Linked DNA regions of Mus musculus: all the other regions are linked to region 6. A link is a contact called in public HiChIP or PLAC-seq and promoter capture Hi-C data. All regions are on one chromosome and are shown on one strand. The core of a region is the stretch at or near the end of the contact, and the rest is flanking DNA. Distances in the headings are between cores, read along the strand shown. Region 1 holds the start of Espl1 (extra spindle pole bodies 1, separase). Region 2 holds the start of Hoxc11 (homeobox C11). Region 3 holds the start of Itgb7 (integrin beta 7). Region 4 holds the start of Igfbp6 (insulin-like growth factor binding protein 6). Region 5 overlaps Rarg (retinoic acid receptor, gamma). Region 6 holds the start of Atf7 (activating transcription factor 7). Region 7 holds the start of Hoxc13 (homeobox C13).

The links. Promoter capture Hi-C pulls out the DNA fragments that hold promoters and counts their contacts. HiChIP or PLAC-seq counts read pairs in DNA pulled down with a chosen protein or histone mark.
Region 1: a contact with region 6 is called in a promoter capture Hi-C map of pre-B cells, with 2.9 times the contacts expected there. The contact joins the promoter of Espl1 here to the promoter of Atf7 in region 6. A contact is called at or near these places in 7 of 39 promoter capture datasets (3T3-L1-derived adipocytes, the C10 cell line, cranial neural crest and 4 more).
Region 2: a FOXA1 HiChIP or PLAC-seq map of pancreatic cancer cells shows a contact between it and region 6. The contact joins the promoter of Hoxc11 here to the promoter of Atf7 in region 6. A contact is called at or near these places in 2 of 39 promoter capture datasets (the 3T3-L1 cell line and the HPC-7 cell line), 2 of 115 datasets of contacts at active chromatin or transcription factors (bone marrow-derived macrophages and pancreatic cancer cells) and 1 of 9 other capture datasets (pancreatic islet).
Region 3: an H3K4me3 HiChIP or PLAC-seq map of pro-B cells shows a contact between it and region 6, with 3 times the contacts expected there. The contact joins the promoter of Itgb7 here to the promoter of Atf7 in region 6. A contact is called at or near these places in 4 of 115 datasets of contacts at active chromatin or transcription factors (bone marrow-derived macrophages, memory CD8 T cells, pancreatic cancer cells and 1 more).
Region 4: an HNF4G HiChIP or PLAC-seq map of pancreatic cancer cells shows a contact between it and region 6. The contact joins the promoter of Igfbp6 here to the promoter of Atf7 in region 6. A contact is called at or near these places in 10 of 39 promoter capture datasets (the C10 cell line, the SN4741 cell line, cranial neural crest and 6 more), 1 of 484 Hi-C or Micro-C datasets (CD8 T cells), 2 of 115 datasets of contacts at active chromatin or transcription factors (extraembryonic endoderm stem cells and pancreatic cancer cells) and 1 of 9 other capture datasets (pancreatic islet).
Region 5: a contact with region 6 is called in an H3K27ac HiChIP or PLAC-seq map of stem cell-derived epiblast-like cells, with 5 times the contacts expected there. The contact joins the enhancer-like site here to the promoter of Atf7 in region 6. A contact is called at or near these places in 2 of 39 promoter capture datasets (maxillary cranial neural crest and pre-B cells), 1 of 484 Hi-C or Micro-C datasets (embryonic stem cells) and 3 of 115 datasets of contacts at active chromatin or transcription factors (bone marrow-derived macrophages, pancreatic cancer cells and stem cell-derived epiblast-like cells).
Region 7: an H3K4me3 HiChIP or PLAC-seq map of stem cell-derived neural progenitor cells shows a contact between it and region 6, with 2.0 times the contacts expected there. The contact joins the promoter of Hoxc13 here to the promoter of Atf7 in region 6. A contact is called at or near these places in 2 of 39 promoter capture datasets (the SN4741 cell line and liver), 2 of 484 Hi-C or Micro-C datasets (both in embryonic stem cells), 1 of 115 datasets of contacts at active chromatin or transcription factors (stem cell-derived neural progenitor cells) and 1 of 9 other capture datasets (pancreatic islet).

What each region holds. Positions count from the first base shown.
Region 1 is chr15:102,294,521-102,298,757 of GRCm38.p6, forward strand. It overlaps Espl1 (extra spindle pole bodies 1, separase), which reads left to right and starts at 1,773. Exons shown (of 31, transcript NM_001014976.2): 1 at 1,773-1,895; 2 at 2,240-2,329; 3 at 3,664-4,237. The coding sequence starts at 2,249.
Region 2 is chr15:102,952,690-102,956,355 of GRCm38.p6, forward strand. It overlaps Hoxc11 (homeobox C11), which reads left to right and starts at 1,837. Exons shown (of 2, transcript NM_001024842.1): 1 at 1,837-2,518. The coding sequence starts at 1,837.
Region 3 is chr15:102,230,086-102,233,779 of GRCm38.p6, forward strand. It overlaps Itgb7 (integrin beta 7), which reads right to left and starts at 1,850. Exons shown (of 15, transcript NM_013566.2): 1 at 1,766-1,850.
Region 4 is chr15:102,142,712-102,146,447 of GRCm38.p6, forward strand. Igfbp6 (insulin-like growth factor binding protein 6) reads left to right here and starts at 1,475. Exons shown (of 4, transcript NM_008344.3): 1 at 1,475-2,173. The coding sequence starts at 1,837.
Region 5 is chr15:102,248,635-102,252,895 of GRCm38.p6, forward strand. Rarg (retinoic acid receptor, gamma) reads right to left here. Exons shown (of 10, transcript NM_011244.4): 3 at 3,785-4,110. The coding sequence starts at 3,968. Among named protein-coding and RNA genes, the nearest start is that of Rarg, 6.8 kb to the right of the region's middle. Within about 2 kb of position 2,092, at least 54 of the 459 cell types and tissues checked have an H3K27ac peak or open chromatin away from gene starts, as enhancers often do. A contact at or near this core is called in embryonic stem cells and stem cell-derived epiblast-like cells, where this site is marked.
Region 6 is chr15:102,624,112-102,628,273 of GRCm38.p6, forward strand. It overlaps Atf7 (activating transcription factor 7), which reads right to left and starts at 1,353. Exons shown (of 12, transcript NM_001310067.1): 1 at 1,251-1,353. It overlaps Gm25141 (a small nuclear RNA gene), which reads right to left and starts at 3,774; the gene lies at 3,668-3,774.
Region 7 is chr15:102,919,847-102,923,649 of GRCm38.p6, forward strand. Hoxc13 (homeobox C13) reads left to right here and starts at 1,285. Exons shown (of 2, transcript NM_010464.2): 1 at 1,285-2,071. The coding sequence starts at 1,342.

The sequences.
Region 1 (4,237 bases), core at 523-3,022, 330 kb before region 6:
AACAAATACTGTTCGTTTTAAAAATTAATTTGTTATACTTATGTTTATAGGTGTTTTTGTCTCTACATATGCCTGGGTACCATGTCTGTGTCTGCTACCCAAATGGACCAGATCCCTGGAACTGGAGTTAGAGAGCTGTGAGCCACCATGTGGGTGCTGGAAATTGAACAGAGGCCCTCTGGGAGAGCAGCCATTGCTGTTTACTGTTGAACCATCTCTCCAGGCCCGCTTTTTTTTTTTTTAATATTTATTTATTTCTTTTATGTGTAGGAGTACACCATAGTTGTCTTCAGACACACCAGAAGAGAGCATCAGATCCCATTACAGATGGTTGTGAGCCACCATGTGGTTGCTGGGAATTGAACTCAGGATCTCTGGAAGAGCAGTCAGTGCTCTTAACCTCTGAGCCATCTCTCCAGCCCCAGGCCCGCTTTTAAAAAGATTTTTTGTTTTGTTTTGATTTTGAGACGAGGTCTCACTAGACAACCCAGGCTGCCTTTGAACTTTAAGCTTTTTTAGCTCCTCAGCCTCCTTAGTAAGTATTCCCTACCCTCTGGTGGTGGGTGATGTTTGGTACCACCCTTGACTTTATAGTGCATCTGAGAGAGCAGGAGTTAGACTACTTGGTAGGCAGGCAGATAAGGGAGAGGGGCCATGGCTAGGAGATAAAGGTGGTCAATTTCCAGGATGGCTGCTTCTTCCTTATGCCCCTGACTTGAGAAAAAAGCTCGGCATTGTTAGTGTCTGCATTAAATATTGCCATTCCCACGCTGAAATTTTCTAGTGGGGGAGATGTCAGTTTTTTCTCTTATTCCCTCCCCTTCCTATGTCTCCCCCTTTCTTTTTCTTCCTTCCTTCCTCCCTCCCTCCCTCCCTCCCTCCCTCTTTCTTTCTTTCTCTCTCTCTCTCTCTCTCTCTCTCTCTCTCTCTCTCTCTTTCTTTCTTTCTTTCTTTCTTTCTTTCTTTTGATTTTTCCTGAGACAGGGCTTCTCTGTGTAGCCCTGGCTGTCCTGGAACTCAGAAATCCCTACGCTCAGTATTTTGAACCCTGTTTCAAAAAACAAACAAAACAAAAGACTGTGAACGTTCACAATGAATTCTTCCCTTTACTCTTCACTCAACTCTATAGCCTTTCTTATACAACCCATGTAAGATGTAGGCTGGAATCCAAACTTGGGAGGGAGGAGAACCTAGGAGAACCCGGAGGTTGTCCCTGCACCCTTTTCAGTGTCCCTCTCCACAAAGTCAGAGTTTTAAAGAATCCCAAAGACCCTGTGTGGTGGTGTACACCTTCAACCCCAGCATTAGGCAGGTGGATCTCTCTTAGAGGCCAGCCTGGTCTATTTAGCAAGTTCCAGGACAGCTAGGATCACGTAGTGAGAACCAGTCTCAAAAAACAAAAATAAAAACAAAAAAATACATCAAAGGCTATTACACCTTTTCTTTCCTAGTAACGCAAAGCAAGCCATGTGGGTTTCTTATTTTAATTCTCTTGAAATTTAAAATCCTGCCTGAGCTCAGGGAATAAAGGCAAGAAAGACTTAGTGATTGACCACCCAACTGCGAAATGACTGTAATTGACTGAGGTTGAAGAAGGAGACTGTGTCCCAGAGTCTTTCCGGTCCAGAGTTGTACCCGCCCCTCCAGGAACACGTGACAGACAGCGCGGCAGATAAACTACAACTCCCAGAGCGCCACGCGGCCGGCCTGCGTTACGCTTTCTCGCTGATTGGTCACTAGGGATATTTGAAAGGAGGTGCTGGCGCGGAAAACGAAGCGTGCCCACCCGGTGCTTGGTGGAGCTCGGGCTGGAGGACGCTGCTAGGCCGGTGAGGAACGGCAGCTTCGAGGGAATTAAGGCACGGAGGGTCTGGTGAGCGCGCGCTCAAGCCGCGGTAAGTGACATTCCCATTGCTGACCTGGGAAGAAACGGGGCGTTTCTGCGGAGGCTCGGCGGCCCCCGAAAGGGTGTGCTCGGCGCCCAGGACCCTGTGGAGACCCCTGCGGTGGCCTGGTGGGACACTGAGGACAAGGAGCGTCCTGGAGGAAGGAACAGTGGACTTGTCAGTTTGTAACGGGAGCCCAGTTTATATCGGCCTCTCCCCGCATAGGATTTCTGGTGGGATTCTTTGCCTGCTTCATCCTTTGAATCCTCCTACAACTTTCAATCCCTTCTTTCCTCCAGTTATTTCCATTACAACCCTTCGCAGGCTTCTACAAACCATTTCGTTGTATCTAGACTTTTGCCATGAGGAACTTCAAAGGAGTCAACTTCGCCACTCTGCTCTGCAGCAAGGAGGAGACCCAGCAGCTGCTGCCTGACTTGAAGGTGGGACCCTTTATGGCTCAGGACACACCTAGTTTCTGAGATTATCTGTGTTTTTTTCCTTTTCCTTTTTTCTTTTTTTCCGAGACAGAGTTTCTCTGTATAGCTCTGGCTGTCCTGGAACTTACTTTGTAGTCCAGGCTGGCCTCGAACTCAGAAATCCACCTGTCTCTGCCTCCCTAGCGCTGGGATTAAAGGCTTGCGCCACCACGCCCGGCTTCCTTTTCCTTTTTATTTATTGTTTTTATTTTTATTTAAAAAATTATTTTTCCGCCGGGCAATGGTGGCACATGTCTTTAATCCCAGCACTTGAGAGGCACAGGCAGGTGAATTTCTGAGTTCGAAGCCAGCCTGGTCTATAGAGTGAGTTCCAGGACAGCCAGGGCTACACAGAGAAACCCTGTCTTTGAAAAAAAAAATTTTTTTTTCCCCTAGGGCTACTAATGTGATCATCTCCTAAGGACACTCTGGTTTATGTTCTCCGTTTGGGAGAGTTATACATCGGTTTTTGTTTACGTTTTATCATTCTCCTTATAGTAAATTTTACATTCTAATTTTATTTATTTATTTATTCATTTATTTATTATATGTAAGTACACTGTAGCTGTCTTTAGACACTCCAGAAGAGGGCATCAAATTTCGTTAGGGATGGTTGTGAAGCCACCATGTAGTTGCTGGGATTTGAACTCAGGACCTTTGGAAGAGCAGTTGGCGCTCTTAACCACTGAGTCATCTCACCAGCCCTCTAATTTTTAATTAAAAAAAATTTTTTTTTTCCATACTGGGGATTGAACTCAGGATCTCATGCATTCAGGAAAATATTTCACCACGGAGCTATATCTCTATATCTGTTTTCACTTTTAAAAATAACATATCATCTATGTCTTCATATGTTATATACAAGCATATATAATATATAGTATGAAATATGTAAGCTATATATTATCTAAATATTATATATATGTTTAAAGATTTCTGAGACAGGGTCTCTCTACATAGCCCCTGGCTGTCCTGTAAGTCACTATGTAGATGAGGCTGGCCTCGCTCGAACTCAGAAATCCACCTGCCTCTGCCTCTCAAGTGCTGGGATTAAAGGCCTGAGCCACCACTGCCCGGCCTGTTTTCACTTTTTTATTTTGAGACAGTGCTCATTCGCTCAAGCCCAGGAAGCTCTTGAACTTTTCTTCTGTCTTTTTGCCTTCACACAGGCCTGTGTCACCAAGCCTGGCTTGTGTTTTGCCGTAACTTGGAGAGAGATACATGAGAACCTGTGGGGCCCTGTTTCTGCCCCCCCCCCCCTTTCTTTTCTGCTCACGCGGCTTGATTCTTTCTCCTAGGAGTTCCTGTCCAGATCCCGGACTGATTTCCCCAGCAGCCGAACAGATGCCGAAAGAAGACAAATTTGCGATACCATCCTGAGGGCTTGCACCCAGCAGTTGACTGCCAAGCTCGATTGCCCTGGGCACCTGAGGAGTATTTTGGACCTGGCAGAGCTGGCCTGTGATGGCTATTTGTTGTCTACTCCACAGCGCCCTCCCCTCTACCTGGAACGCATTCTCTTCATCCTACTTCGCAATGGTTCCACTCAGGGAAGCCCAGACACTGTGCTGCGCCTTGCCCAGCCTCTCCATGCCTGCTTGGTTCAGAACTCTGGAGAGGCTGCCCCTCAGGACTATGAGGCCGTGACCCGGGGCAGCTTCTCTCTGTTTTGGAAGGGAGCAGAGGCACTGTTGGAGCGGCGAGCTGCGTTCTCAACTCGGCTGAATGCCTTGAGCTTCTTGGTGCTCTTGGAGGATGGCAGTGTCCCCTGTGAGGTCCCTCACTTTGCTTCTCCAACCGCCTGTCGTTTAGTTGCCGCCTATCAGCTGTACGATGCTACAGGACAAGGTCTAGATGAAGCTGATGCCGACT
Region 2 (3,666 bases), core at 587-3,086, 330 kb after region 6:
GGAAGTCTCTTCTACAATATTGGAGACATCCCCACTCACCCACCCACACAGAGAAGGTGACTATGGTGGAGGCAGATTTCACCGAAGTATTGTTGTAAAGTCTGAGTAAATGTGGGCAGGTAGAAAAGTTGAGGAAAAATGGATTTGGGAAGATATATTTGGAAATAAGCTAGCCATTTCTGTCTTTCCTGTCTGACTGGGGCTTTCAGTGATTCATCCTTCAACAAAGAAAATCAAATTAAATACACTTTAAAGCGGGAAAACCAATCTGAAGGCGGCCCTGAGGGTGGGGGAATGGTTTAGACTACCTTTGGTTTTGTCTAAGAGTACAGGGTTGAGTTGCTCTTTTCTAAAATGTTATGTCCTGACAGCTCCTTCTTAGGACCAAGGTTACTGCTGCTTTCTGTTTGTGCCAGTTGTTTGGGCACCATGGATCCAGCCCAGAACATTTCCATAAAGTTATATTCAGATGCCCAGATGTATGTTGTAATAGCCAAAGGGACTGGAGGTTTAAGGAGTCATTGAGTATTCCCCTATGGACACAGCGGTCCAGCAAGGAGGGTTTATAGACTTGGAGAAGGGCAGGGTTGGACTGAGATGTAGAGAAGAAATAGGAGTGAAAGAGGCTGGGGACTTCAGGCCCTACCCTGCCTACTTTTTGATTGGTATTAGAGATAGACACCTCTACCCACCTAAGCTCCCCAAATCATTAAAAAAAAAAAAACCTCTCCAAATGTAGTTCCCTTAGCATACATCCTGCCTGGACCTTATTGCCAGCCTTCTTTTCAGCCTATTAGCTGAAGCTGAGCTCCCAACCCGAAGGGCCCCAGATAGAGAAGATAGATGACTCTCACTCTAAATCTTTTTCTTTGGGGTTTGGGATTTTAAAATCCACAGTGAATGTAGCTTTCTGCACATTGATTGACAATAAAGGCAGGCATGAAATATTCACCCAGGGCCACTCTCTCATACTAAATATTTAACACAACATTAGAGAAGGTTTTTCCCAGACTTCGCCAGGCACCGGCTGGGCGGCTGGCGCACTGCTCACCACTGGTTTATGACTAATAGGAGTCCCTAGCCAGCGGCAGCACAGCAAGCTAGACAAAGTTGGGACACTGGCTCATAGCTGGGCTGCCTCACCTTTGGGAAACTTCAGATACTCTTCCTGGGAGCCTGTCCTATAAGGGAGCGCACCTTATTCTGGTCAGGAAAGTAATATAAAGGACTTCTTATGAACAAGCTCTGATTCTTCAGGTAGAGGGTTAAGAGTCCCTGAAACTTGTTGGGAAGCATCCAATATTTCCGGGGAAATCAGGCAGGAAAAGACCCTTTCTTTTACCCCCCGCCCCCCAGCTTGTCATAAGGAGGGGACCAAGACCCCGAAACGGAAAACCCTTCTCCTTCCCCCAATCCTAGGGGGGAAAAGAACAGCAGTTAAAAAAAAATACAATTACCCCCTCCCAGCCACCGCCCCCGCCCATCCCACCGCCCACCCCACCCCAACCCTCTCTCTCTCTCCTCCTTTTCTCGCTCTGTGGAATGGAGAGGAGGGGAGTGACGAGAGAAAAACGAATACAAATCTGCAATTGATTTTCATAATGTTTCTGCGGTGTTTGCAAACCAATCGCCTGAACGTCCCCGATCTTACCTAAGAGAGAACCCCTCCTACGTCTGCGAAGTGCTCCGAACTGATATATGACAATATCTACTTTGGATCACGTGCTCGGGGAGAGAGACTAAGACGGATAACGCGTCATCTCGCCTTCCCAAAATTTCCCCCCTCGCTAGATCGGGTCCAAAACCTCCAGCCGGAGGAGGCAGGAGAAGAGAACGATGTTTAACTCGGTCAACCTGGGCAACTTCTGCTCGCCTTCGCGCAAGGAGAGGGGCGCTGACTTCGGCGAACGAGGGAGCTGCACCTCCAACCTCTATCTGCCCAGTTGCACTTACTACGTGCCTGAGTTCTCCACCGTCTCTTCCTTCCTACCCCAGGCTCCCTCTCGTCAGATTTCTTATCCCTACTCAGCCCAAGTGCCCCCGGTCCGGGAGGTCTCCTACGGCCTGGAACCGTCCGGGAAGTGGCACCATCGGAACAGCTACTCGTCTTGTTATGCGGCGGCCGACGAGCTTATGCACCGGGAGTGCCTGCCTCCTTCCACAGTCACTGAGATCCTCATGAAAAATGAAGGCTCCTACGGCGGCCACCACCACCCCAGCGCCCCGCACGCGGCCCCCGCCGGCTTCTACTCCTCAGTCAACAAGAACAGCGTCTTGCCCCAAGCTTTCGACCGCTTCTTCGACAACGCCTACTGCGGTGGGGGAGATGCGCCCGCCGAGCCCCCCTGCTCCGGCAAGGGCGAGGCCAAGGGGGAGCCTGAGGCGCCCCCCGCCTCGGGACTTGCGTCCCGGGCAGAGGCCGGTGCTGAGGCCGAGGCCGAGGAGGAGAACACGAATCCCAGCTCGTCCGGTTCTTCCCACTCGGCGACCAAGGAGCCGGCCAAGGGAGCCGCCCCCAGTAGGTAGCAGCGGCCGGGAACCCGAGGGCAGCGAGGGAGGGAGCGGAGAGGGAGGGCTGGAGTAGTGGGGGGGGGCAGGGGAGCGCGGACAGCCTCGTGTTTTGGGTCAGTCTGATTTTATGTGGAGTTTTATAAGCATTCAAAGGATTTTATTATAACCTACAAAGCCCTCTCTCCCAACGACTCGACTTTTTACGATGGAGAAGGGGTGGGGAGGGAGGGAAAGGGGCTCTTTGGAAAAGCCGGGTGAGCCCCCCTCCTCCGTTATCTCCCTCGGTCTGTGAAATTTTTAAAAGTGCCACCATTGCGGGCGATATTAACTTTGATCGTGAACTTAGAGGAGCGTTTAAGAAAGGATGGGGAGTCGGACTGCTGGGGGGTTGGGAGGGAGGGGAGGGGTGGAGGGGGAAAGGGGAGGGCGAGGGACAGACTGGGAGAAATCCAGAGAAGGGGAGAGGTAAGGAACAGAAGCGACGCGGCAGAACTGGAGTCCAGGGAAGCTCTCCAAGGCCGCTCCTCTTCTTTTTAAAACGACTTTTAAAAATGTTCAAATTACGTGTTCGCGGGTCTTTGAGAAGAAACCGGGGCAAGCCGGGGTTTGGCGGTGGCAGGAGAGTGGGGAAAGAATCAGAGATTCCCTTGCTCTGCAGGGGAAGGTAGCGGTGGCTCTCCAGGGTCCGAGGCCTCTCTCTGGGTAGGCCCAGCCTGACTGTACGCAAGCCTGGGGCAGGCAAGCGGCTGGGTGTCCCAGGGCGCCAGGGCACCACAGGAGGCTCGTAGGTGTCCTGCTACCTCTACGGGCTAGTTTGCTCCCGATTCCTCACTGCTCTCTCCTGATCTCACTCCTTCGCGCCGATTCTCCGCGGTTCCCTCCGATTTCTGGAGGAAGGGATCCTGGATTTGCAGAAGCATTAGGAGGGCGGCTTGGAAAGGGCAAGGGCAGCGACCAGGAGCAGACAGAGCACCCCAGGGAAAGCACGTGGCTCAGGCAGGCTTTCCTCCACCCTCAGACCTTGTCAGCTAGGGCTCTGGCCTGAGGGGCAGGGGGAACTAGGTTCTCAGTGAACCTGGCGGTGGGATCAAGGCTTGCCCCAGCGCAGCGGATACGGAAGAGGAGCCGCCGGCCTAGAGGGAGGGCTGCCCGGCA
Region 3 (3,694 bases), core at 600-3,099, 390 kb before region 6:
ACATATATAAAATAAATAAATCTTTAAAAAAGAGAGAGAGAGTGTGTGTGTGTGGTAGTAACATAAAGCTAAGCATTAGTAAACCAGAACTGGAGCTGCAGAGCCATGTTTGATAGCGCAGGGCGGGTAGAGGTAGGTGGATCTCTGTGAGTTTAAGGCCAGCTTCGTCTACATAAGGAGTTCTAGACCAGCCTGGACTACATAGAGAGATCCCGTAATTCCTTATAAACTCCCTCTGTGTGAGTTAACAAGTAGTTAACCTAAAATGATGGGCGTCACATTCAATTATCTGGGGTCTGATGGATGTCTAGCACAGCATCTGACAAGCATGTTAAAACCCCTCGTTTCCACCTTCGACTTCACCTAAAACCTTCATAGTTTCTTCTCTTTCTTTTAGATTTTAATATTTTTTGGTCGGATTAATTCCTTCTCCTTGATGTGTCTAACGTCACGCGTGCCCCCAGAGCGCAGAAGCATCAGGTCCCTTGCCAATGCAGTGATGGATGGTTGTTAAGCAATATGTGGGTGCTGAGGGGGGCGTCAAACCTGGATCCTTTGCAAGAGCAACAAGTGCTCTTAGCCACCGAATGCTCTCTCCAGTCTCAAAAATGTAATGGTTTCTAATTGCCTACTGTGACTAATCATGACACACACACACACACAAGGAAAGCACATGCAGCCATCACACACGTGCAGATGACTCTCAAGGAACCCTCTGGAAGACTGGCAGTACCCGCCGGCAACACTGGTAAGTAGAGACTGCAGCGTAAGCTCCCTAGGGATTGTGCTATGGTGTTCCCATGGCCACCAGCAGTGTACAAGAGCCTGCTAGCCAGCAACCACAACCCCCTCAGCTTGGGTCCAGACTCAGGTACTGATGCTCTTTACAGGGAGTATGGGGAAGGGTGGGGTACTGAGCCGTTGAACACCCCATCCTGCTCACCACCCCATGTGACCTCAGATGGGTGTAGTACATTACAGAGCTTCTGCTCTCAGGGAGAGGCTGACCCCAGGCTTAACCTCACTGAAACCTCAGACCTGCGTGCTTTGCGCTGTGGTCAGGGAGGCTCGAGACTCTGCAGCACAAAATTTAGTTCTGACTCATCTCATAGATGGGGCTTCACTTCCACTCCCCCCACAAGACAGAGACATCAAGTCCACTCATCTCTCCTAAAGGGGGCTCTGAACTCATACATGACCTCTCCTGCCCCTCTCAATTCTGTCCCTTTCTCCCTTCTTTGGCAATCCATGTATCTTGCCACCTGCTGCCTGTCTCCTTCCATGCACACACGCATGCGTATGTGTGCGTGTGCATGTGTGTGTGTGTGCATGTGTGTGAGCATGCACATGTACAGTGCAAGCCTCAGTAGACCAGGAATGTGGAGTCTGTGGCTAAGGTGCCAAGTGGGAAGACTTCTGGACTGTGCAAAAAACATCAAGTTGCAAAGATAGCAGCCAGGGACAGACAGGAGATGCTGGGAGAAGCACAAGAGTAAGTAAGCCTTAGCTCTCAGAAAACACTCACGTATAGCATCGCAATCTCCTTCCCTCCCTCTGGCTCCACTGGAGAAACAAATGGATGAGCAGCAGGAGGCTGGGATAACCGAGAAAGAAATAGTGGGGACCATAGGAGTGCAGAAGGGGGTTCAGAGCCTTTCTCAAGACTAGACAGAGCACTGGAGAGCCCAGATCACAGAGAGGTAGGGAACAAGTAGGCCTGGGTGAGAGGAGGAGGTGGGTGGGCTGCTGCCCTGAGGGTACTCACAGGTGCTTGAGGAGGAGCAGCCCTTCCTCCGCCGGTGGCAGTGGCAGCCCTTGTGTACAGATGGAGAGGCAGCAGAGGAGGAAGTGACACACCCTGGGGTGGGGGGACTCTTGGAGGGTGGCTGATCTAGCAGAAGGTGGAGCAGATAGGAGTGGGCTGGGTAAAGAAAGGACCTAGGAGTCCCATCTACTAAGCACTGCTCCTGTGCTAAAGAAGTACAAGGAAGGGTCACCAGAACAGCGCCGGATAGTGGCGGTGCCCCCACCCCTGCCCCCACACATGTCACAGACGCAGAGATTGAAGCCCAGACTCTAAAGAGAGATCGACTTTGCAAAATGTCACACAGGTAGCAAGGGGCTGCTGGGCTGTAATCTAAATCCAACTCAGCTTCCTTCCAAAACTCAATGTTCTCTCCAGTATCACAGAGAGGAAGGAGCAGACAGGAAGAAACATGAAGGAAGGTGGTTTCTGTTCCTTTGGAAAACTCAGGGGCCATTGAGTTGTGATGACTGCCTTTCGTGCTAGGTATCCATCTTGGTTCCAATAGCCACTTGTCTTTTGATTTGCCAGGAAAATAAGTTCCCAGTAACCCTGACACACCGGCCTTCACCCACAAGCCTACATCTGTACTTGTTTTGATAGAATCGGTATTTGTCGCTGTTGTTGGTTTTGTTTTGTTTTGTTTTGTTTTCTCTGACATTCTTGTGCAGACATTCTGGACTACTTTGAGGTCCCCTTGACTACTACCTCTTGGCAGAGCAAAACAGCTCTTGGCTTGCATATGCAGATACTCAAGGTCTTGTGGTCTTCATTTTTAAAAATCCTTTCCTCATCCCTTATTCCCCTTTGAGTGGCAGACTCTAATTTGGCTCAGAGATTGCTGTCCTGCTACCAGTATCAATAAATTTAACTAATTATAACCTGGATTGAATCAAGGTCTTTCCCTAGAAGTCTCGACTCCTGAGAGTACCACAGCTAAGCTATTTGGACTCTGAAGCCAACCTGCCTGAGTTAAAATCCTGGCTCTCTCTCCGTTAGCATGAAGTAGTAAAACTCCTTAGCTGTATTCTTTAATCCAGGGTTTCACAACCTGTGTGAGTCACAACCCCATAGGAGTTGAACAACCATTTCACAGGGGTTGCCTAAGACCATCAGAAATATCAGATATTTGCATTACGATTCATAGCAGTGACAAAAATTGCAATTATGACGTAGCAGTGAAAATGACTCTGGTTGGGGTCACCACAGCATGTGGGACTGGATTAAGGACTCGTGACGTTCGGAAGGAGGGGAGAACTTCCTATGGCTGCCATTTTATAGATCACCATAAAAAAATAAGACGGTGTCTATTTAAGAGACCATCTGGTACAGTAAGAAGGGTGTGTGAGGATGCGGCTCAGTGTCAAGATGCTTGCCCAGCTTTCAGGAGGCCTTAGGTTTGGTCTCTATCACTGAGAGAGGCAATAACTGTAGGAGTGAGGAGTCTAAGGGGATAAGAGGTGGAGGCTTTTTCTTTTAGGTTTATTATTTATTAATATATGTAAGTGCACCGTAGCTGTCTTCAGACACACCAGAAGAGGGAGTCAGATCTCATTACGGATGGTTGTGAGCCACCATGTGGTTGCTGGGATTTGAACTCTGGACCTTCGAAAGAACAGTTGGGTGCTCTTACCCACTGAGCCATCTCACCAGCCCGAGGTGGAGGCTTTAAGGGTCTAGACAGTTGGCAAGTTAGAGAGAGGCAGATGGCTAGGTTTGGGGGTGCCACTGGGGGTCCAGGAGCCAGGATAGAGGTGAGTCTGGGAAAGAGTGCAGCTAGAGCAGCCCGGAGTGAAGCTGCTATGTTATGCTATGCTATGCTATGCTATACTATGCTATGCTATGCTATGCTATGCTATGCTATGCTATGCTACGCTATGCTATACTATG
Region 4 (3,736 bases), core at 225-2,724, 480 kb before region 6:
CCAGGGGCTGTGCTTCCTCTCCCTCAGAAGTTTGTCTGTCTTTCTCTGGTTGTCTGTCTGTCTCTCTGCATCTCTTCTTTCCCTGCTCATGGCTTTCTCTCCTTTTCTTCCCCCTCCTCTCTGTCTCCTTCTGCTGGGTGACTTCACTAACCCCCTCCTCTCCTGTGTGGTCGGTGAACTCTCCCGGGAGCTGCCCCCAATAAACCTGCTTTTATACTTTATTTTGTCTTGAATTGGCAGAATACGTATCACCTGAGTCCATAAAAAAGACTCTAGCTAGATACATGTGCAGTGAAAAAAGTAAATAAATAGTAGGGATAAGGGCTTGGACGGGAACCAAGGCTCCCCACGCTGGGGTCAGAACATGGAGAGGAGGCTCCAGGGCCTTGGTGGACGATAACAGTCACTTTTTCCTGCCTGTTCAATCAGCATCTGTATCTCATGGCAACGGGGAAAACATCGCTTTCTAAACTCTGTTAAAACCTAAAATCTCAGAGAAGCCTCCGGCTTTTTTTTTTTTTTTTTTTTTTTTTGTATCTGCTTAAAAGCTCAGGAAGCCGGTGCTGACATTCTTGCTTGGGGGCCCAGAATTTAAACTTAGTCACTGCCCAAGGCCCTTGTTTTAGGAAAGAATGAGATTGTTGTTGCATAACTCAGAATTGAGCGGGGCGGGGTGGTCCAATGTAGCAATCCCACTTGTTTCTTGAGAGCCGTAGGAGTACTGAGGACCCGCCCACCCTTGCCTTGAGTGGGACTCTGCCTAGCGCTGAGCAGGCACACGCCTTTCTTTCGATGGGCAGAACAGGAGCAGCCAACTAGCAGAGGCAACTGCGCAATCTGGTACTGAAATTCTCCGACCAGTTCCTTCCCAAATCTTGGGCACAGATCAGCCTGAGAAATCCAGAAGACCCAAAGAACGACTATAGAAAGGAGACAGGAAAAAAGCAACGGAGAGACAAGCTAATCTGAAGTGCAGAGATGAGAGTGAGGCCCAGTCTGTGGCCAGACCACTGTCCCTAAATGCATCTAGAATACAGTCCCCTACTTTTACCTCCGTCCCCAGCTCAGCTCCGGGGTCTCCGAGGGTTTCTACATTTACTCAAGGTGTATTCTTCATAAAGCAGTCTTCATTCTACCCCCAGCAGCCCCAGCTTTTCCTATTATTGTCTCTAAGGCTAGGTCTTGCGTTTTTATGGTTTTGTTTTTCACAGACACAGGCCAGGAGTCTTTATTTTACCTTCCCCGTTTGCTTTACCAACTCTCTCTGGGTCTGTTTCTTACCCTCCGTGGGAGCTTCTGCCCATATGCCTGACATCTTTCCTAGCGTTTATACACATCTCTTTCACGATGCACAGTCCCTCCGACCCCCAATCTCCACCCCCATACTATCCCTTCTCGGGTCACCTTTATCACCGTCCCCCACCCCAATATTCTCACACTATCTACAGGTTCCTCATCTTCCTGCACATACACTCATGCTAACTGGATTTCACGGTTCACCTTCTCTGTCCTCCCCTTTACTCCTCCCTACTCCACAATCCCTTTAGCCAGATGTACAGCTCCCAAATTCCGGGCGAGATTCCCAGGAACAAAGCAAGAAAAAAACATCAGAACAATTTGGGAAGTAAACAGCGGCGGAGAAGAAGGGAGGGAAAAGCCGGGTGGACCCAGGTGGGTGGCCCTCCAGTCCACCCAGTTAAGGGACTGCCTTTTTCCCCTCCCCCTTCACCTGGCTTTTAAGGGGCCGGGCCCAGACCTCTGCTTCTTAAAGAGGAGCCCGCAGCAGCAGCTGCACTGGACTCTCTGGAAGGAGTGTACAGGGCAAAAACTCTGACCATGACCTGGGATGGGCTGCCCACGCAGCCGCTGCTCATGCTGCTAATGCTGTTGTTCGCTGCGGGCTCAGGGTCCGCCTTAGCGGGGTGCCCCGGCTGCGGCGCTGGGATGCAGACTGGTTGTCGCGGGGGCTGCGTGGAGGAGGAAGACGCGGGATCGCCTGCAGACGGCTGTACAGAAGCCGGAGGCTGTCTCAGGAGAGAGGGACAACCGTGCGGGGTCTACAGCCCTAAGTGCGCCCCAGGACTGCAGTGCCAACCCCGAGAGAACGAAGAGGCGCCTTTGCGGGCGCTGCTAATCGGCCAGGGCCGCTGTCAACGCGCCAGAGGGCCGTCGGGTGAGTCCATGTCTCCCCCCTCCCTCCCCGCTTCCCACCTGCCTACCTGAGATAGGAGAAGCAAGTCTCTCCTGGTAGGAATCTGGACAGATGCAGGTTGGGCAGCCTCTTCAAGCCTCTGGGACCGGCCCATTGGTTCTTCCTGGGCCTTGAGTGGAACGTGAAGTGGAAACGTCAGGGGACAGCTATAAGGCTGATAGGGGCACCTTAGAATAAGCAAGAGAGATGTCTGAATTCTCCTCTGCTCTCCCTTTCCCTTATCTATTTTCTCCAAAGGGAAAGAGACGTATGTAGGCGGAGGATGGAGGATTTGAGTTTCAGCTTTCCTCTATACCCCGCAGGGTCAACGCCATGGCTCTCCAGGCTCACACTGGAGACAGGACCTAGATTCCTTATGGAGGAGGAGGAAAGGGAATCTCAAACTCTAGTTCCACACACTAAGAAATGTCTCCTGCTCCTCCTTCAGTGCCACTGTGAACGGCAGTGGGCATCGGGAGCATCGGCACCGGGGGAGTAAACACAGTGGGCAGCGGGCACCGGGGGTAGCAGGCACTGCAGACGGTGGGCACGGGGGCAGTGGACACCGGGGCAGTGAGCAGGCCCTAGAGGGCCTGGGGAGGGCTGAAGAAGTGGGAAGAGAAGGAATCTGCCAAATCAGACTTATGATTTAAACCTGGTAGGAATTGGATGCCCTCCAGCCCCACCCTATCCCAGGGATGAACACAGAAGACTGAGTCATTGGGTGGGTGGGACTAGAGTGAGTCAGCACCCCAAAGATGGGGGTGAAGAGCAACGGGAGATGGAAGATAGCAAGTCCCTGGTTTTTCCATAGAAAGGGATGAGAAATGAATTTGGATCATTTGGCAGTGCAGGCCTGCCATTCCAGTGCTTAGGGGTGGAGGCGGGAAGGTCAGTCAGTGTCAGCCTTGGCTACATAATCTCAGGCCAGCCTACACACACACACACACCATACACACAGAGGCACACACATACACACACATGCACACACATGCACACATGAATATATACACAAGAATACATGCATGCATGCACATACACACATACACGCATGCACGCACATGCATACATGAGTCCCCCCACATGTGCATTGGCACATACGCATGCACATACATATATACACACATGAGCACACACAAGCACACACATACACACAGGAACACACACGAGCACACTGGAGTGAGGGGTTGAAGCTCCAGTTTCTAGTGTCAGAGCTCAGGGTTCTAGGGCTCCTCTGAGAAGGTGTGTTTTGGTTGGAGAAGGCAGTTTGAAGCATCATCCCAGTTTGGCATTAAATGGGGGGAGTGAGGGACAAGGTCTGAGGAAGATATGGTACCCAGACAGACAACAGCGTTGACACTGCAGAGGGAACGGAGTAAGAACATGTGTGAGCTTATCTTTTGGCATGTTGCGTCAGCTCAGCCTTTTCCTAGCTATGGCTTACTTGCGTCCTGAGCTTTTCCCAGGACCCCAGAAGCTCTCCAGAGCCAGATGCACCCTGCAGGTTGGAAACCTTTTATTTTCTGCCCCTTCTGCAACCTTCAA
Region 5 (4,261 bases), core at 842-3,341, 370 kb before region 6:
CAGATGCACCCCAGTCTTCATCACCCCATCTGTGTGTACTTTGCGAGCATTACTGGGAAAAGGTACTAAGGTATCAGACCAGTCTATGCCATCAGTCCCAGCCCTTGCTCAAGACACAGTATAGCCTTGACTAGAAAGCAAAATGGGGGGAATCTAGTGCCCCTCTTTTCCCCAAAGCACCCCCCAACCCTTATTGCAGCAATTAGACCCATTAGCCTCTAGCATTTCATGGGAACCAGATGTTCCCCACCAGCCTTGGTGGGGGCATGAAGGGGGGGCTGGTGCCTGACTCACCCCCTTCCCTATGATCCCCACCACCAGGGTGCACCCCCCTCCCAGCTAGATCCTGGAAAAGCTATGGTCCCGGGGGAAAGAATGTGCCCCTCCCCCACTGAGAAGGCCAACAGCACTGAGGCTTCTAGCCTGGTCACCCCTCAGAGCTCTACCAGTTCCTGGCAAAAAAAAAAAAAAAAAAAATGTGAGTTTGGCCTGGACTGGGTTGGGGGAGCGGGACAGCGAAGTCCTCTCTCTCTCTCTCTCTCTCTCTCTCTCTCTCTCTCTCTCTCTCGGTCTTGCTACCTTTTCGTGAGGTTTGAGGATCACACACTTGGAGTTCTCCCTGCTTAATAACCCTCCCTTTCTTCCAAAAATCTCACTCTAAAAACTGAAGAGGTATTTCAAACCAAAGTCGGCCCCGCCCAAAAGGGTAAGTCCTAAAGGGATAGGTCCCACCTGAGGAGCTCTGGGAGGGGTCTTTCGAAGACAAGAAGAGGGGGTGGCAGAGGGAGGTGTGAAAGAGAGGGTGAGGCCCAAGGCGAGGACGTGAGGCACTCTTGGCAGGGTGGGGGCTGGGACAGGGTAGGGGGCCAGGAGAGGGGGGGTGCCGCCTGGGCCCCAGCAGCGGCAGCAAGCTCGGCTCCCCCCGCCGGAGAGGTTTCCTGTTGCAATCAAAGCCCCGTTTGTGTCGGCCTGGGGCTGGAGTTGGAGCCGGAGGAGGAGGAGAGACTGGGAGGGGAGGAGAAAGAGGCAGCCACTGGGGTTTTTTTCCTGGAGGAGACTTCGCTGCCGCCTGCTTGCCTGCCACCCTCATCTGCCATGACTTTCTTTCCTTACTTTTTTCCCTTGTGCCTCCTGGCCCCTCTCTGGGTCTGCACCTGTATAGCTGCCCCTCTGGACTAGGTCTGGGCATCTCCAGCTTCAACCCTTTTCTCCTTGTGCCAGTCTGCTCTCAGTGTCCCTGCCCCACAGACACTGGCCCCACCACCATGGCGACTATTACCGCCACAATACTTGAAGGACAAACTGGGCCAGGTCTTCAAGACCACAGGATCCTTTCTCTGCTGGTACACTCTGCCCCTGTAATCTGGAAAAGCAAATAGACTACACATCAGTGTTCGTGAGAGATACACGGAGGTCCAGACACTTGGCCTTTCATTCGCAGGCCTGTATGCACGCATGCATGCATACACACGGGTGCGCGTGCACTCCCTCCGTTTTTCATGCACACAGGTCTATGCTTGCCTAGCTCGGCAGCTCAGGCTCCCCTCTCCTCTCCCCTCCTCCATGACAGGGTTCTATGATGCCTGCCTCACCCACTGAGGCCCCAGGAGAGCCCCAAGAGGTGGAGCAAGATTTCTTCTCACCAAGGATATCCCCAAGGTGCCAGGGGCTGACTCTTCAATCCAAAATCCAGCCCCCAAGGAGAAGCTTCAGGCCCCTCCTTAAACCATCCCTTCTTATCCTGAGAAAGAAAGAGGGTGGTACACTGAATATGAGAGATAGAGGCTCCTTGCAGTGTAGGTGAGTATGGGTGTGTCGTCATCAGATTTATGGCTCTGATCCACCCCTCCCATTTATGATTAGATGGCTACATCCAAAAAGGGACAGCGGATCAAAGCAAAGGAGAGATGTCACTCTCTCATCCTCTGGTCCATTACTCTCCCACCAAGAGAGGGTCCCTAAACTCCAGGATTCCTTCTTCCCTTCAGCTGGACGCCCCACCCCAAGCACACTGTCTGGACCCAGGCCTTCTCCTCCTCCCTACCCCACCTGCTACCTCTCTGCCTGGGCCTGTCCCTCCATGCTAGCCCGCCACACCCTCCTCAGCTGCCTTCCCTGGTGTTGGTGCTCTCCTTCAGGGTGACCTTTGAGGATGGGGCTCAGCCTGCTGCTTTTGATACCGTGACCTCACTTTGAACCCTGACCTCCATCTCCCTGTATCTAGGATACAAAGAACACAAGGAGACTTTCACTGGGTACCAGCCATGTCTCTTAGCGTCCTTCCTACCACCAGCTTTTCCCATCTTCCTTTCTGACTTCAGCTCCTTTAAGTCACCTCCCATAGAACCTGGGGAAATCAAGTCGGAAGACTCTATGATTAGGCTGTGTGGTTCTCTGCAAGGAATACGTTTCACGGGAGTTAAGGCTTATTCCCACTGCCTGGTGTCAGGCAGGTTCACAGAATGACACTCAGAGAGTCCAGCTGAAGTTTCCAAACACACACCCTGCACACCACACTGTAACCTCCGTTGTATTACAGCCACACAAGTAGCCCCTACATTCTTGATATTCAACCCTCCTGATTCTTCACAGTTTTTGTTGCATACACTGGAGTTCTGTGCAGAAGCAGTCTTCGAGATGCTGTGTACGCATACACTACAAGTGGACTGGGAGACAAACACACACACTCCAGATAAAGTCACCCCTATATACGAAGCACACCAGTGTCCCCACTTTGCCTTAAAGGCCCTCCTTCTCTTTGGCTCAGTGTCCCGGCTACACCTTTATTGTTATTGTTGCCGCTGCTGTTGTTCCTTGAAACAGGTTTCTCTGTGTAGACCAGGCTGGTCTCAAACTCAGAGATCCCTGCCTCGCCCTCATGACTGCTGGGATTAAAAGTGTGAACCACCATGATAAAGACTGTGTACTCATCTTTCTTTTTCTGTCTCTATTGCCCTGCTCCTGGCAAACCTTTCATTTAACCTCTTCTGTATACACAGAGCCCTGTGCCAGAAACTGGAGTCCGAGGCCCCCTACCACACCCCTGTCTGTCATGTCCTGGTCAGGAGTGACAATCACCAAGTGGGCAAAGAAGGGTCCCAGAGGGAGAGAGGAAGCTCAGGCCTTACTTGCTGGCAGCATTGAAAAGCTTAACCTAAAGAGGACAGGCCCCAGGACAAGCAGGGGTCTGCAGCGTGTGGGGACTATTCCAGACCAGGAGGGAGGGGAGGAGTCCAGAAACATGTGACTAAGGAGAGGATACTCCCCAGTAACCCTTGCTCCAGTCTAGATATGTTGTAGACCAAGAGCTACCTCTTTGCCACTGGGCTACTTCTGTCCTCAGAACCTTCAGGCATTTTCCCATACGTCTTTACGCACCGGGCACTAAGTTTCCTTCCTATTGGCAGCCTTAGAAACCCAACAGCCCTTCTTCATCACAGAGACAGCTGACGGACTGACTTCTCAGATTCTCTAGTCCCCCGCCTGTCCTCCCGACCACCCCCAACCGCATGCAGCCTTAAAGGACACTAGACACACAAGCAAGCTCAGGTGTCCACAGGACTGTGACCCCTCCTGTGCTGAGTCCCCCAGGAGGCAGTTTTAGGTCCTCTACTTTGAGATCATATTTAAACAGAACTGCCATCCATAGATACTATCCTCAAATACATCTAACTCCACCCCCACTACCCTCATCTTTGCCCACCTTTCCAACAAGGGTGTCCATTTTCTAGATCACACCCTACCCATCTGCCCTCATTTCCTCCCCAAGACCCCTGAGACTCACAGAGAGAAGCCATCTCCTTGGGGAGGTCAGGCTGGCCCAGGCCCCGGAAGCTAGGGCTCAGCATCTCAAATGGTGGCGACCCTCTGAGTGCACCTGGGAAGGCGAATGGGAAGCCTGCTCCTGGGTAACCAGATCCAGGCCCCAGGGCACCGGGCGCAAAGAGTCTCTCCTTATTGGTGGCCATGGTAGCTGCGGCGTGGGAATCCCTTGGACTCTGCAGCAGGCGGGGGTGGTCTTCAGCTACAGCCCCCGCCCATGCCCACTGCCCTGGCCTGGGAGGCTCCGTGCCCACCCTGCCTGGTCTGTCCAGTGGGTTTCCAAGGATCCTAGAAAGAGATAAAGGAAAAGACACATAGATGACAATCTTCATGCGGATCACCAAGCAACCCAAGTCTGTGAGCGTCTGTCCTTCGGTCCTAACCCTAACCCTCCCTGGCTTGGGCACTTGCAATTCCATAGACTGGGCAGGACAGAAAG
Region 6 (4,162 bases), core at 103-2,602:
GAGTTTGCTGAAATTAAAAAAAAAAAAAAACCTGCACATCTCCACAAACCTATACTTCATATGAACCCTGAGAGATATTAAAACACCCTCTGCTAAGCAGAAAACAAAGTTAGGAAAGTAGTAACACGGGAATCTGGGTAGGAGGTGCCCTGGGTAGTAAACACCCCAGTGAGTGCACATAATAAGCATTTCAGAGCAACATAGAAGTCCCAACGGGTCTCCAACTTGGACTGCGAAGTCCCAGGCCCACATCCCTGTGTTCTGAAAGAAATGAAACTTGGAAAGTGGAACACTGGAAAAATGACAATCAGAGTAGCGCCCTACTTTTCTTCTTCTCAACCCCCGGGCCAGCATTTTGGCTGGCTGGTCACCAGTCTGGGTGCCATATCCACCAAAAAACACTAAGCAGTATCCTGGCGGTCTCCCGACTGAAGAAAGAACCAGACTGTATGTCAGTCGCTGTCTCTTCTCCAAATATCCCCCCTTACCCTCTGGATTTCCATATTATCACCGAAGCGATGCCTTCTAGCAACCCAACCCACTCACATGTCCTCCTAAACTCATCCACTTAATCTGTCCAGATCCATACTTTCTGACACCGTGTCTCTTGCTCAGATTCTTCTGAATTCAATCGAAACGCCAGGACCCCCGTTTCCCAATGCTCCACTTCGACCACACAACGCGTGCTTTCACCTGAGCCAGGCTCTCGTCACCCAAACCTACCTCCTGCCTATTTACCTCTGCCTTCTGCAGTGCCAAGCCCTAAACCCACTTTTTGGGAAATCTTTTGAGTCTTCAACCTAGTTTAGCAGTCCTCCTCTATCTTCCACTCCAAGATCCCTCCATTAGACTTCCACTAGACTTCGCTTCCCTCAGGATTCAACCCCCCTTTCCTCGCCACGCCCTGTGCCCCCCGGGGCTACTTACCCCAAGTTCTCCCCACACTTCAGTCCTCTGGCCCCGCCTTCCTCCAAAAGGAAGGAGGCGGGAGAAGAGAAGAGGGCGGCACTCCGCAAGGTAAAGGCGATCTCCCATTAGCGCTCATGGCCGCCAATTGTGGCTTCCTTCTCTCCTATTGGTTGTCTTTAGCCTACGCCCCACCCTCTTCCTCAGACAGGCCTGGCCACCGCCTCAGCGCCCCCGTCCAACAGACTGGGAGGGGAGACCCCGGCCCGGGACGCTGGGACTGGCCAGAGTAGAAGGAGAGACTCCTGTCAGGCCACGGACTAGCTAATGTTAACAGGACTCACCCGCTGGTAGCTCCGGCGCCTCCCGCCCGCCCGCGCTCGGTCCCACAATCTGTCTCCTGCTCCTCCTTTCCCCCCTCAGCGGAGCAGATACTTTCCTCCCGTCCGGCCAGGCGTGTTCACTTCTCGCGAGAAGTGGGGGCGAGGGCGCGACTCGTGGGGCTGAGTTGGACCAGGGCCTAGGGGCGGGGCTTGCTGTGAGCGTGGCTTGAGTGGAAGGTTGGGCGAGCGCTGTACACACGACTCGCACGTGTTCGGCTGCAAAGTGTGGGCAGCGCGGGGAGAGCGGCCCTGGCGTCTAACGCTGCCGATCTGTCTGTAGCTGTGGAGGTCCGAAGGTGAAGCAAAGGCAGGGAGGGACTGAGAGTGTCTCAGGCAGCCCTCGGATAAAGGGGAATTAAGGGAGCGGAGCCAAGAGAGGGACTTCAGTCACCAAGCTGGTCATTAGTTGTGTGGAGGAAGTTAAGCAAGAGTCGATCCGAGCAGGTGACTGCTTGCACTTTCTGCTTTACACTTGACAGCACCTCACTGGCCGAAGCCCCTGCCCGGTGTGTGCTGTGTGTGAGCTACGATGGTAGTGTGAGGAAGTACGTTCAACTCCAGCCTCACCGCGGCGGCGCCCGCCTCTAATCGCCACATGGAGGCAGGCGGATCTCTGTGAGTTCGAGGCCAGCCTGGTCTACATAGCGAATTCCAGGACAGCCAGCGCTATCCTTGTCTCAACAACCCCCCACCCCACCCCCAAAAGACCATGGATGATCACCAGTCTAGCCTTCTGGGCCAGTGGGAAATCCCGCGTTAAACAAACAATAAAAATAAGGGGGATAGCTCTGAGGAACCAAACCTGAAGTTGTCATCTGGTCTCTTGGACAACCCTCCATACCTGTGAACAACACACACACACACACTTACAGAGAGAAAGTAGGACTGTTAGTGTAGCTCAGTGTGAAGCCACAGCACAGTGATTTTTTTTTTTAAAATTTGTATATGTTACCCAGCAAGTATTTTATTGAAATACCAACAGCACATACTACGTCAAAAACAAAAGCACACACAACACTGTCCTGGTCATGTGGAAAATTTCTCTGACAGAATTTTTATTTTACGGTTGAGGGAGAGATAGGTCATAAGTCAATAATTATACTTACTTCAGAAAGTGAAGAGCTTTTCAGGGTAATGAGACCGAAAGCAACTCTAAGAGGGGAAAAACACTATTGCTAGTATTGAGAGAAGTCCTCTTGAGAAAGTTATTTATTTATTTATTTATTTATTTATTTATGAATGAGGCAGGGCTTATTTTGAAGCCAAGCTGTCCTGAAACTCATTTTCCTGTGTCAGCCTCCACCTAAGTACTTGTATTAAGTATGAGCCACTTGTCTGGCCTGAATGTATACCATCTACATACCAGATGCCTACCTGTGGAGGCAAGAAGAGGGCACCAGGTACCCTGAAACTAAAGTTACAAATGGTTGAGACCTGCAGTGTCAGTGCTGGGACTAGAAACAAGGTCTTCTGGAAGAATGGTCTGTCCTCTTTTAACTGCTGAGCCATCTCTTTAGCCTGAGGAGTTGAATTATTAAGAGACAGCCTTGAGACTTTCAGGAGAACATCAAATATAAGAGCTACATTTGAAAAACTTATCCTGAAGAAGAGGCAGGCAGGTCTCTGTGAATTTGAGACCAGTCTGTGATACACATGAACACACACAAATTATGTGGTTAAGATGGTACTTTTTGTGTTTGTGTTACTGTAAATAAAAGCTTAAGAATTGAACAGATTTAAGTAGAGTTGACAAGGGATTCCAGGGATCCCGACAGCTAACTAGTTGTGTTTTCTTCTTTATAACAGTAGCAATATTGTAGCCATAGTCTCTGCCCAGTGTGTGGCTGTATGGGGTAGGGCAGAAGAAGGGGTGAGGTGGGGTGGAGGGGTGGTAATGGGCTCTGTTCCCCCTTTGAAGCTGTTTTCTTCTCTGTTCTAGGCACTGAGCCCAGGGCCTTGTACTCCAGCACTGAGCTAAATATCAACACCTAACACAGTCTTTCTTTTCTTTTCTTTTCTTTTCTTTTCTTTTCTTTTCTTTTCTTTTCTTCTCTTTTCTTTTCTTTTCTCTTCTTTTTTTCTTTTTCTTTTTTTTTTTTTCTTTGTTTGTTTGTTTGAGACAGGGTCTGACTATCTGGGTAACTTAGAATATGTGTTCTAAATGCTTTTCCTCTGTCCAGAGTGCTAGGATTACAGGCATGCTTCACCAGACCTGATTCCCTTCACAGCTTTTTTGTTATTCAGCTTTCTGAACTTCCTGTCAGTGATCTTATCTAACCTCTTGGCATCCTCTCAATGGTGGAAGAATCCAAGGGATTTCTCCCTATATAGCAAAAGTGAAATAAAGAGGGGGTTTTTGTTTTGCTTTGTCTTTACTTTTAATTATGGAACACTTCACAGATTTCCATGTCATCCTTGCTCAGCGGCCATGCTAATCTTCTAGGTATCGTTCCAATTTTAGTATATGTGCTACTGAATCGAGCACATGAGGGTTGTTTGTTTTTGTCTTTGTTTTTCTTTTATGTGCATTGATATTTGGCCTACATGTATGTCTCTGTGAGGGTGTCAGATTCTCTGGAATTGGAGTTACAGAGTTGTGAGCTCCTGTGTGGGTGCTAGGAATCGAACCCGGGTCTGCTGGGAGAGCAGCCAGTGCTCTTAACTGATGAGCCATCTCTCCAGCTCCTAGTATTTAAAAAATACCATTATTTTCATAATTAAGAAATGAGGCGGGCTGGTGAGATGGCTCAGTGGGTAAGAGCACCCGACTGCTCTTCCGAAGGTCCGGAGTTCAAATCCCAGCAACCACATGGTGGCTCACAACCATCCATAATGAGATCTGACTCCCTCTTCTGGAATGTCTGAAGACAGCT
Region 7 (3,803 bases), core at 35-2,534, 300 kb after region 6:
GGGCGCAGAAAAAAGTGAGTGTTATAAAAATCAGTAACTTGGTGCTAATTTGTTCTTGACATAGAAGACAGTTCGGGATCTAAGTACTCTGCCTGAACAAGAGTGATCCTGAAAGGAAACTGGGAATAAGGCAGCTTAAACTTAAGCTGCCTGGCTCCTTAGCGCTTATCACCCCATCAGCCCAAGCCATTGAGGAGGGGGGGTGGTCTTGTACTTGTATGTTTGGAGTTGCACCTGTCAGAAGTCCCTTTAAAGAGCGGCAGGTTTTCTCTGCTTTCTACAGTTCCTTGTGTGAACCCAAAGAGACTCTTGCAAGCATCCCGGCCTTTCCTTTTGCTCAGTCAGAATCTGCTTCTGTTTCTTTGAGAGTGGGGGCGGGGGGAGTCTCCGGTATCCCTTTTGTATGCTGAAATGGCAATCTGTCCTTCTGCCCCTCTCCGTTAGCCTCTGCTTCTCGCTGAGTGTATTTCATCATTTCTCTCCCCACATCGGGACGAAGTCTGCATTTGGGAAATCCAATCGCCCAATCATGTCTGATACAGGAGAGAGCCCTTTTCCAGACAAACTGGGGCTTTGGGGAAAGCCTCTGAGGTCGGAGTTTGAGACTCTGGTTTCGGCACCAAAGGCTCGGTGAGGTCCTTGTCCGCCGTGAGCTGACTGCCACAGCTGGAGCCTTCCTAGCTAGATTTATTATTATTATTATTACTATTACTATTATTACTAAAATTCCAGGTTTGCCTCCATTCTCAGCTCCAAGCCCCAATTTAGAGACTTCGGTAGTCAAAGCCATCTGTTTGAGAACCGGAGCCTCTCAGCGTCTCTCAGTCCAGAGCCTAGGAGGAGGAGCCATCCTCTTCTCCCTAGGTCCCTTTGCGTCGGCCAAATTAAGCCTCTCTGCCCCCCTCCCCTAACAAGGCTTGCCTAGGGGGCGTTGCCCGTCCCTTTAAATCTCCCAGCTCTCTCCTCCTTTTCCTTTCCAGTGAGCCAATCAACAAAGTTCTCATTTCTTTCCGCCCCGCCCCATCTCCCGGGGAGGGAACCCCAGGAGACCCAGGCTTAGCATCACGTGCAGCGGCTGTGGTCACGTGGGAACCAGGGGCGTGCTATGGTGAGGAGGGCGGGAGTCGCCGGATTTCTTAATGAAGTGTGTCCGCATGCGTAGTGGGAATGCGGCTAGGGAGGGGGAAGCACCGGGGGGGGGGGTGGCGGGGGGAGGAGGGGAGGGGTGGAGAGAGAGAGAGAAGGGAGGAGGGATGGGGGAGGGAAAAAGAGAGCGAGGTGTCTCCCTAGCTCGCTGCCTCTGGCAAGTGGAGTTTTTAAAAAGCTGGAGCAGATCATGTCATGACGACTTCGCTGCTCCTGCACCCGCGCTGGCCGGAGAGCCTTATGTACGTCTATGAGGACAGCGCGGCGGAGAGCGGCAGCGGCGGCGGCGGGGGAGGCGGCGGCGCGGGCGGCGCGGGGGGTGGCTGCAGCGGAGCGAGCCCCGGCAAAGCCCCGAGCATGGACGGGCTGGGCGGTAGCTGCCCGGCCAGCCACTGCCGCGACCTGCTCCCGCACCCTGTATTGGCCCGCCCGCCGGCTCCTCTGGGTGCCCCTCAGGGCGCCGTCTACACGGACATCCCAGCCCCGGAGGCGGCGCGCCAATGCGCCCCACCGCCGGCGCCCCCCACCTCGTCCAGCGCCACCCTGGGCTATGGTTACCCATTTGGGGGCAGCTACTACGGCTGCCGCCTGTCGCACAACGTGAACCTGCAGCAGAAGCCTTGCGCCTACCATCCGGGGGACAAGTACCCAGAGCCGTCGGGCGCGCTGCCTGGTGACGACCTGTCCTCCAGGGCTAAGGAGTTCGCCTTCTACCCCAGCTTCGCCAGCTCCTACCAGGCAATGCCCGGCTACCTGGACGTGTCGGTGGTGCCTGGGATCAGCGGGCACCCGGAGCCGCGTCACGACGCGCTCATCCCTGTTGAAGGCTACCAGCACTGGGCTCTTTCCAATGGCTGGGACAGTCAGGTGTACTGCTCCAAGGAGCAGTCGCAGTCCGCCCACCTCTGGAAGTCTCCCTTCCCAGGTAAGGAAGGGGCTTGAGCGGCGGCGCCGCCGCCGCCGCCAGGGACCCCTCCCCGCCCTGCCTGCCCCGCGGCTCCGCGCCTCAGCCACCCCCGCCGTCTGGCCCCGGCGCGCCGGCTCGGCTAGGCTGTCGATGGAGCCGGCCGGGCGAGCTATGCTGAGGAATGCGCTGGGGAAGAAATCTGCTCCGACACGTTCCCCGGAGCTGCCGGGTCCAGAGTGAAGCAATCAGAGGCGCCCGAGCGCCGGCTCGGCTCGGCTCTGGTCGGGAGCTCGCCTCCTCCTCCCCCAGCCTGCTCCAGCCTCATTCAGGGATCCTGGCCCCTAAATCCGCTTCCAGCCAGGAATGGGTTGGGGTTGGGCCTCTGGTGTCTTGGAACTTAGTCCAAAACCCTCAACCCAGTGGATAGTTGGGATTTGGGGAGAGTATAAGAACCTTTACCTTGCCCGAGTTTTCAGGAGCTGTCAACCACCAGATACTATAGCATTAAAATGGGGATCTAATTCTCCAGAGCCTATAGAAATGTACAATTTTTTTTCTTTTTAAATTTAACCATGAATGTTTTATAAGAGCACAGAAGAGATTTTTAAAAATCTCTGTAGAGGGAATGTGTAAGATTTGAATCCTCTCCTGGAATGCAATTTTTTTCTTTGCCGCTCTGGTACACAGTTTTAATCCTGTGAATCCACTGCCAGATCCTCCAAGTGAGATTTACTGGCATTCCAGACAGAGAAAGGGGTTCTAAAATGGGAGGTGGGAGAGGCAGACCTGTGCTGTGGTCCGGGGTCCAGACCACTCTTGTCTGGCTGTGTATGCAAGAAGAGAGCACTCTTGTGTTGTTCCTCTGTGGCTGTCTCTGAATAGGAAAGGATTCCATACCGCCCCCATCACTCCCCAGAGGAGAAAGACCGGCCCAGATTTCCCAAAACTGCATCAGAAGCTTTGGGTTCCACTCTGATCTGAGAGATAAGGATTTGAGGGTCTAGAGAAGCCAGCATTTGGGTCTACTCTTCCTGTACAGAGCTCAGTGGGAGACAGACAGTCCTCTTTTCTAATAGCTTCAAAGATCCTTGAGAGTCCAGAGAAGCCTAAGATAGCTTCCCACTGTGTGCAAAAGGAGCCCCCCCTAGCCTCCCATACCAGGCCTGGGATTTTTCATTGGAAAGATCAACCCAAAGAACTCTTTACGGTAGGCCTGAAATTCTTCTGCATCCGGGATTGGGTGGAGAGGTAGATGGAGAAGAATCACTGAATGATATTATAGAATGTAGCAAAAACATTCTGAAAAACAGCACAAGGTCACTTGTTATAAGTCAGTACCAGAGCTAAAACCACACAAGGCACCCTATTTCTCACAGCCAGAATCAAGGACATGGTTGTGGTACAATTGGTACCATACACCACCTTCTCCTCATTGACTATAAGATTTTTTTTTATACTATACAAACGTATTCATGTGAAGCACAGACTGATACATATCTATAAGATAGACTGTTCATATGTAGGCATTCCATAATACACTTATAGAAAATAGGCTGCCCTTCACTTCTCTAGCTCATAAGACAGAAAGCTTCTTAAATGAAGGTCCAGCAGGAATCCTTGTGGTAGTGGAATTAAAGGGTCACTGAAAGAGAGCCAGTGGACTGGGAATCCGGTGCTGACCCTGCTCACTGTAGGTAAGGACTCAGGCCTAGAGCAAAATCAACGTCTTTGGAATGAAGAGTGTACCTAA